Linked DNA regions of Sus scrofa: regions 2 and 3 are each linked to region 1. The links are chromatin contacts, called in public HiChIP or PLAC-seq and promoter capture Hi-C maps. All regions are on one chromosome and are shown on one strand. The core of a region is the stretch at or near the end of the contact, and the rest is flanking DNA. Distances in the headings are between cores, read along the strand shown. Region 1 holds the start of CREBRF (CREB3 regulatory factor). Region 2 holds the start of SH3PXD2B (SH3 and PX domain-containing protein 2B). Region 3 holds the start of CPEB4 (cytoplasmic polyadenylation element-binding protein 4).

Region 1 (2,700 bases), core at 25-2,524:
GGCCGGGTTTGTCAGGAAGCGTAAGGCCGAGAAAGAGGGAGAATCCAGAGACTGAGCTGCATCTGGTCCCAGGAACCACCCCCAAGGGGCGGCTAGACTGCCCTCGGTACTTCCCTGCCGCCTCGGCTCGGGTGGGGAAAGCGGTGGGTCGGGGTCAGGCTCCCCTGAGCTACTTCCTGGTCGGATCAGACTCGCCTTCGGACACCCGAAACGCCCCCGGCCCGGCTCCCTCGCCCTTTGCCCTGTCTCCTCCCATCTCTGTGACCCACCGCCACCGGTCCCCTCCCATCTAACATGGCCGCCCCACCCGGCCCACCCCCGGCACAGCCTAACAAATTGGGGAGCCCGCAGCACCGCCTCCCCCATGCCCATTGGTGCGGCCGCCTCCGTCCGCATGCCCGATTGGATAGCACGTGCTGCCACTCGGCGCCGAAAGCTCCGCCTCCAAGCCGCTTCAAGCTGCTTTGAGAAGACATATAAACAAATCCCGGGAGGGAGGCCCCTCTAGCGCGTCGCCGGGGCGGGGAAGAGAAGGGGGAGCGGCTACCCCGAGACACCCCTGCCTGGACCCCACCCCCACCCCCAGCCCGCGCCTCTTCGTCTCCCCTGCCAGCCTGGTTCCAAGCTTCGTGGCCCCGGCCCTTCCTCACACGCCCCTCTCTCTCTCCTCCTCCCCCGCCAGCCTCGCCTCCCCTCCCTTCCCCGGCCCCTCCCACCCGCTCGCTTCTCTGACAGGCCGGTTGCCGGCAGCCACGGCCCCAGGCTCCGAGGCAGGGGTGAAGGGCCGAGCGGCCTGGCAGGGCGGACGCCCGGCACTGCCCACTCCTGGCCTAGCCTGTCTCCCGCCCATGGGTCCCTCTACTGCCGCCCCGCGCTTTTATATAACCGTCCCGGGCCGGGGGTGGGGGAGGGGAGCCAGAGCCCCCGTGACCGGCAGGCGGCAGCCTGAGGCCCGCGCGCCGCCAGACTCGGCCTTGGTCCCGGCCCCCGCCCCGCGCCGGCCGGGCCCAGAGACCCGGCGCTGTCGCGTCCTAGGCCAGCGGTCCTCCTCCGCCCCCCACCCGGCTCGTCCCTCAGCCCAGGTCCCAGCGGGCTCTGGGCGGCGGGCAGCGGAGCTCACCTGTGGATGTGGGGGCGGCTCAGGGGCTGGGTCCGGTTCCGCTGCAGGGGCCGCGGCCCCTCTCCATGCTGCCTCGGGTTTGTTTTGTTTATGTCCTTCCTGACGGGTTCCCGGAAATCGCGTGACTCGCCCCCCTCACGTGGGCCGCGGCGAGGAGGAGGAGGGAGGCGGGGGCCCGCCGGCCTTGGGCCAATCGCGAGGCGTTCTGCAGCCGGGCCAATCAGGAGCTCGGTCCGGCAGGGCACCTCTGTCACATGACGCCGGAGGGGCGGGTTGCCGGGAAAAACCAGGAAGAGGGGGCGGAGCTGGGGCTCGGCGCCCGCCAGTGTAGCGTAGGCGTGGGCTGTCTCGGATACCGAGCTACACTCATGTTCGTGGGGGATGTTGGTTTACAAATGCTTTCACGTCCAGCATTTTATCTAATCTCACAACTGCGCGGCGAGGCCTAAAGTGCCCATATGCCCATTTTACAGTTTACTGAAACGTGAAAGGAGCTACGAAAACAGAGCGTTAACTTAGAAAGGAGAATGTATCTACTTTCTGTTTTATGAATGTTCTCCACGTCTGAACCTCCTAGTTCTCTTACAGACTGATCTTGCCTTGAGTTGTTCGTTCGTTCTTTCAACTAATACTTATTGTGCACGTATGTTCCAGACCCTGGAATTAACCAGATTTCATGCACCTTTAATGGTGCGATCCATACACAACCAAACAGAATGCTGGTAGAACCACCTATACAAACAAGCCTTCGTAACACGTGGACTTGAGTGATTGTGTGTGTGTGGTCCCTGATTCTATAAATAATAACATTCAGTGGTAATATAGCAATTTTTCATAAATTAAGGCTCAGAGAGGTTAAATTACTCGCTCAAGGTCGGGCAATTTGTAAATGATCCAGTTGGGACTAGAACGCAGGTCTGTCATCACAGCCTATGCTTCCAGATTGCTCTTTATACGTCTTAAGAGCACAAAATTTATCTTCTGAGCACAGAACAGAAATCTAATTTTAGTAAGCATAAAGGAGTACTGGGGAACAGAAATGCTTGTCCAGATTCCTTTAGATACCAGTTTTGTCTTAGGAGTTCTCAAATTGCCTTTGAAAAAGTGGCTCCTCTTTGCACAGATAGGGATAAGTAGTAATGTCAAAACCACGGACTTTTGAACCAGAAAGACTTTTATAGGTCCTAAGTTTCAAGAGCACAAGGGCTAGCCCATGTTGTGTATTTTTTGTTTGTTTGTTTTTCACGCCCACGGCATGTGGAAGTTCCCTCACAAGGGATCGAACTGCCCCAACCCCCCCCCGCCCCCCACCGGCTGCTGCAATGACATTGCTGAATCTTTAACTTTCTGTGCCACAAGGGAACTCCTAGCTGGCATTGTTTACCCTCTTTCACGCCTGCCACACAGGCAGTCATTGAATACTGGTTGAATAGCAACGTGGATTTGAATCCTTGCTCTATCAATGTGTGAACTAGCACACATTATTTAACCTTTGTGAGGCTCCTCACAAAGGTTTAACCCTCATGTGGTGGATGTGAGAAGTGAGTGAAAAAATTCGTATAAAGTATTAACCACAGTGC
Region 2 (2,700 bases), core at 136-2,635, 520 kb after region 1:
CACCCGAAGCCAGAGGACAGGGAGCTCATCAGTGGCATCCTCATCGGCCAGCCTCCAGGGCCTGAGCAGGATGGTAAAACCTGGCAAGGAAGTCAGAGGGGCAAGGAGTTGGGCGGAGTCAAAATGAACTGGCACCAGACTCTCCAGTGGCTTGGCCAGAGCTGCTGACACGCATCCTGCCTGGATCACCACCACCACCACCCTCTTTCAAAGGCTCACCCTGGATTTAGGATGCGAAGAAGCTCTGGGCTCCTTCAGGCCTGGAGGGGAGCTGTGTGGTTTGCTGGAAGGAGCCCTGCTTACTCGTGTAAAACATTGGCCGGGGGCCTAAACCTCCTATCCATGCATTATGCGTACATTCATTCAGACATTTGTTCAGCCAGCATCTCCTGAAAATGACTCAGTGCCAAGCCAGGCCTCGGAGGCGCTGGATGAAGAAATGTGGAGCAGCCCAAGCCACCCTCTGCTTTAACTTGTGAAATATGCCTAGAGCCAGACACAGATGGGGTCCCGACACCAGCTCTGTGACTCTGGGGGCTACTCTCAGACACCTCCTCTGTAATATGGGTCTGCAACCCCCTCTTCTCCCCACAGCTGTCCTGACAATTCAGAGACCATGTCCCCCAAAGCAAGAGGCACTGCACCAGGCAGGGAGTAAGTGCTTCACGTTTGGGAGTCAATGGCCTTGTGAACAGGCATCCACTGCCCTTCACCCATTCACCACCCTCTCACCCTGTTTTGCTGCTATTGTCATTGTATTGTACTTGCATTTGTTGGGGTTTTTTTTTTGTTTGTTTGTTTGTTTTTCTCCCCCTCTCCCCATCTCTCAGACTGTAAGCCTAGGAGGAGAAGCTGCTGGCCTCTTGCACCTCCCGGAATCCCCATGGCTTGAGGCTGAGTTTACAAATGACAACATTTATAGTGGCTCTGACCTCACAGGCACTTAATCCTGAGGACAGCCCCGGTTGGTAGGCGTCAGCACTAGGCCCATTTTATAGATGAACAAACTGAGCTCAGAGAGGTTAAGCCACTTGCCCAAGGTCACAGAGTTGAATAGCGGCAGAGTTGGACTTTGAACCCAGGAGTTTGGCCGTCAAATCCAGCGCCCGACCGCGACTATCAGAAAGAGAGTGCGGGAATGAACCCACCAGGCCATCAGTGCTCGCACGGCGGATGCCCGCCTGTCCCCTCTCCTGGCCGCGGGGGCTCGCCGCTGGGACAAAGGCCCTGCGGAGGCCGGACGTGGGCCAGTCAGGTCCGCGCGCCGGGAGGCGGGAGTTGGGACCGGCCCTTTAAGGGGGGCGGGCCGGCGGCGCGGGGGGCGGGCCGGGGGCGGGCCGGAGGCGGGCGGCGGCGGCGGCGGCCGGGCCGGAGGGCGCGCGGAGCGAAGGGCGGCGGCGGCTGCAGCGGCTCGTGCTCGGCCCGGGTTCTGGATCGCGCTCGGCCCCCGGCTCCCGGTCCGCGTCAGCGCGCCCCCTGCATCCCGCGCCTCCAGCCCTCGCGCTCGGCCCCGCAGAGGAGCGGCCATGCCGCCGCGGCGCAGCATCGTGGAGGTGAAGGTACTGGACGTGCAGAAGCGGCGGGTGCCCAACAAGCATTATGTGAGTATCGCGCGGCCCCCACGCCCCCTCGAGCCGGTGCCCTGCTGGGGGCAACCGAGAGCCCCCCGGCTCTGAAAACTTCTGCCTCCTGCTCTTTCTCCCCCACCTCCCCTTCTCTCCCCGCCTCGGCCCTGCTGCTGAGCTGCCCGGGTCTTTCCCGGCTCCTCCCTCTCTCCCCCTCCCCTCCTCTCTTTTGCCCTGTTCCGCTCTTCCACCCGCTCCTCCCGCCTCGCCCCCACCTCGCCTCTTTGCCGCCCCTTCCCCTTGCTCCCTGTGTCCCCTACTCCCGTCCTGCCCTTCCCAAGTCTGGCCCCAGCCGGTGTAGGAAACAGACAGAAAGAGAGAGAGGCGCCAGTTCCCAGGCCGCCCGCCCTGTCCCTCCTTGTCCGGAGGCGCTCAGACCCGCAGTGCCCAGCCACAGGTAGCCCCACCAGGGATCGCCAAGTTGGTTCCCCCCTTTCGGAGGGGCCAGGCCGAGCGGTGAAGGTCTCTGCGAATGGATGCTTTGAGTGCCTGCAGCATGAAAAGGTGCACAAAAAACCCCGGAAAACAAAACCAGTCTCTGCTCCTTCTCTCCAGTAACTTCTGTTTTAAAATGTATTAAAGTTTTCTCCTGGTAGTTCCCTGGCAAAATAGGAATCGTGTTTAGTGCTGGCGACGACTTGAGAAAATGGGCGGGTAGCATCGTTTTGCGGATGGGAAAGCTGAGGCTCCAGGAGACTTCGGGTTCTGGAACAAGGCATTCGGTGTTCCCTGCCTCTGGAACGTGTGCCTGGGGCAGGTGGTGATCCCCTAGATGAGAAATGGTTTCCACGGCGTCTTGAAGCTGAATCTGTGGGTTCAGGGGGCCTCTCAGGGGCCCGAGCTTCTAGGTGGAGGGATAATGGGTCTGTGGGTTGGTGGACCCAGGGGAGGCCTTGGGGAGGCCTCTCTGGAGGAGGGAAGAGGGCTGTGGTGTCTCTGGTGGTGAGAAGGGGGCAGTGGCAGCGCCTAGCTGCAGAGAAGTTAAGCAGGAAGGAAAAAAGAGCAAGAGGGAGGGAAAAAAAAATCCTAACAAAGAAGTATAGAACAATAAAGAGCAAGGGGCGTTGGCTGGCTA
Region 3 (2,731 bases), core at 120-2,619, 710 kb before region 1:
TCAGAATCTTATAATAAAAAAGACAATCTGATGTCTCACGTCTTTGTATGTGTATCCTCTATGCCAAATTTAAGTTGCTTGTTTGAAATGCCTTATTTTTAGCTAGCTCAAAGATCGCAGCTTATCACCCTAAATAGTTCAGATTTGGAATTCTGGTTTCTGAAACAAACAACAAACCCTAAAGAAAAATCTTAAAACATTGACATGAATCCAGCTGGGCTTATTTCTAGGAGGGAATAAAAATGAAGAGGGTAAAAAATCAAGTCTTTGGTTAGTAAAATAGGCGCTTTCTTTTTCCAAAGGAAAACGTACATGAATGACAAAAACACAGCTTCTCAAGCATCTATGAATGTAGAAGAATAAGCATTGCGCAGAGTAAAAATATATATATATATAATTTAACAATCACATATGGGCTTCTTCAGCAGTTTAGATTCACTCACATTAAAAATTAGAATAGGGCTAAAGGGAGAATACGTTCTTTTTCTTGGCAGCTTAGTTAAAAAAATCAGGAATAATTTAAGAACATTATATATTATATTTTATATATATAGATTATATTAGGTTATCTAGGGTGGGAGGCGAAATCAGCATTGACTAATGGAAAAATGATTGCAGGGAGGTTTCTGCTGTTCCTGGTCCTGTTTCTGCTCTTTCACGGGGTGCAGTTTTGGCCTCTGGGGCTGTTCCTGAAGCTCTGGGTGCAGGTCTTGCTGCGGGCGCTGTTCCTGGGCTCCCCCTGGCCTCCTCTCCCCCATGAAATGGGCTGGAAACACCCGTTTCTCCCACTCGAGGGTGTCGCGATCAGGAGGGATTAGCGAGACTCGACGAGGACGAGCTGGCGGCCCGGGGGTGCGGCGACCAAGGGGGCGACCTGGAAGGTCCTGCGGTTTCGGCCTCTTCCCCTCTCTGCGGCTCCGGGTTTTTTTTCCCTCATGGGACCCAGGGGCGGTTTGTTCAGTTCTCTCAGTTCGATTCTCCGCAGCGAGGGGGGTGGGGGGGGACAGGGAAAAAAAGGAAAAACCCACCAGCGCAGTTATTCCAAAAGAGAAGGACCTCCCCCCCCTTTGCTCTCTCTTTCCCCCCCCCAGATTTTTTCAAAAACTATAATTTAGAAGGCTTTTGTTTCTCCTCACGGTTGTGTGGGCCGTCGTCGTCGCCGCCGCGGTCGCTTTACCCCGGTCCCGAAGTCCCCGCTGTCGTTGTTGTGGACTCCGCCTGGCTCCTCTTCCTCTCTCCTTCTTCCTCCTCTTCCTCCTCTGCTGCCGCCGCTACTGCCGCCGCCGCCGCCACCGCCTCCCGGTGCCCGGGTCCCGCAGCCGCGGCTGAGTCCTTCTCCTCAGGACCGAGCCGAGCGAAATGACAACCAGCTGGAAAGACCGAGAGACACTTCCGGTTCGAAAAGGGAGGGGTGGGTTAGGGCATACGCCCCCGCCCACCTGACGAAAGGCCAATCAGCTGTTGGAATTCAGATAAGGCCACGCCCCCCGACTCACGTCCCCTCCCAGGAAGGTCGAAAAGTTACCTAGAGAGACGCCCCTTCCGTCTGCGCCTCGCCTAGTGAGGCTGGGCTCCTGGAACCGGGTCCCCCACCCAGAGTGAGCGCAGCAGGTCGCCATCTTTAGTATGGGCAGAGGACTCCTGCGCGGTTTATCTCGTCTAGCCATGCTCTGCTGGAAAGGCATATAAGGACGCGCGGAAGAGAACGGATTCCTCCAGCACCACGAGAAAGAGTTCAGACGTGGGAGATCCGAGTGGCGACCCATAAAACTGCGGACGAACGTGAGGACTGCCCAGAATAAATGTGGTTCCCCAGGCATCACGTACCTTGGTCGGAGCTCCGCCCCAGAGGGATCTGGAAGGGGAGGCGATTCTTCCCAGCGGCTGTGAGGTTCCTAGAACTGCGTACGTCCTTGTCCTGAATATAGACTCTTCCTTCACCTTCCATTCCCCTATCCCCACTCCTCTTGCTTGGTTTAGGCTCCCGTCTGGTGCAGTCTCAGGCACAAAGATACAGCCGCTGTCGGCGTCCTTGGCTGAGCCCTCATCCCCATCTGGCTCTAGTTCACCCTACCGGTTTACCAGAGGGAGATGTACAAAACGAAAATCTTTATTATGGACCTCACCTGCTCAGATCTCTCTTCAGCTGCCCACTACCTCCTTGGAAAAAACCAAACTTTTTAGCCTAGTAGTCAAAGATTTTCCACTCTGTGAGCAGTATATCTTAACACCTCATCTCCAAACGCCCCACACCAAGCTGCTCTAACTCTTCTCAGTGCCTTTTAAACCTTCCATTTCCTTTCTTCTCCACCTGGTAAGCTCCTATTTAGTTTTAGGAATCGGCTCAAAAGCTACCAACTCTGTCTTCTAAATTCCCTCTTATCAACATCCATGGCCCTGTGTATGTCTCATGCTTGTTTATCCCCTATTTTAATGGTTGCTTATGTCTCTTGGGCCTGTGGTCAACTGTGGCCTCTTTGAGGAGGGCACCTTGTAGACAGGAGTCATGAATGAATGAATGCTGAAGAAACTAGCGGAAAAACTAACCACAATGAAATCTTTCCTGAATTGCAGTCCCCTTTCCAAGTCTGAATTATTTCATTGTTTAGGCCATTTGTTTTGGACCTCACATCTCTCAAACTTTCATCATTTAGGTTATTTGCTGCACAAGGATTCCATGTCTTGTTCATATTTGTGCATTCCCATGGCTATGACCACCCTCAGGACCTAG

Evidence for each region. Promoter capture Hi-C pulls out the DNA fragments that hold promoters and counts their contacts. HiChIP or PLAC-seq counts read pairs in DNA pulled down with a chosen protein or histone mark.
Region 2: a promoter capture Hi-C map of fetal liver shows a contact between it and region 1, with 6 times the contacts expected there. The contact joins the promoter of SH3PXD2B here to the promoter of CREBRF in region 1. A contact is called at or near these places in 1 of 5 promoter capture datasets (fetal liver) and 1 of 2 datasets of contacts at active chromatin or transcription factors (alveolar macrophages).
Region 3: an H3K27ac HiChIP or PLAC-seq map of alveolar macrophages shows a contact between it and region 1. The contact joins the promoter of CPEB4 here to the promoter of CREBRF in region 1.

The regions. Positions count from the first base shown.
Region 1 is chr16:51,209,532-51,212,231 of Sscrofa11.1, forward strand. CREBRF (CREB3 regulatory factor) reads right to left here and starts at 1,275. Exons shown (of 9, transcript XM_013990647.2): 1 at 1,121-1,275.
Region 2 is chr16:51,731,785-51,734,484 of Sscrofa11.1, forward strand. It overlaps SH3PXD2B (SH3 and PX domain-containing protein 2B), which reads left to right and starts at 1,386. Exons shown (of 14, transcript XM_021077089.1): 1 at 1,386-1,601. The coding sequence starts at 1,527.
Region 3 is chr16:50,497,717-50,500,447 of Sscrofa11.1, forward strand. It overlaps CPEB4 (cytoplasmic polyadenylation element-binding protein 4), which reads right to left and starts at 1,370. Exons shown (of 8, transcript XM_005657625.3): 1 at 1-1,370. It overlaps LOC110257261, which reads right to left. Exons shown (of 2, transcript XM_021076837.1): 1 at 1,526-2,731; 2 at 378-1,370. The coding sequence starts at 1,820. The coding sequence ends at 1,174.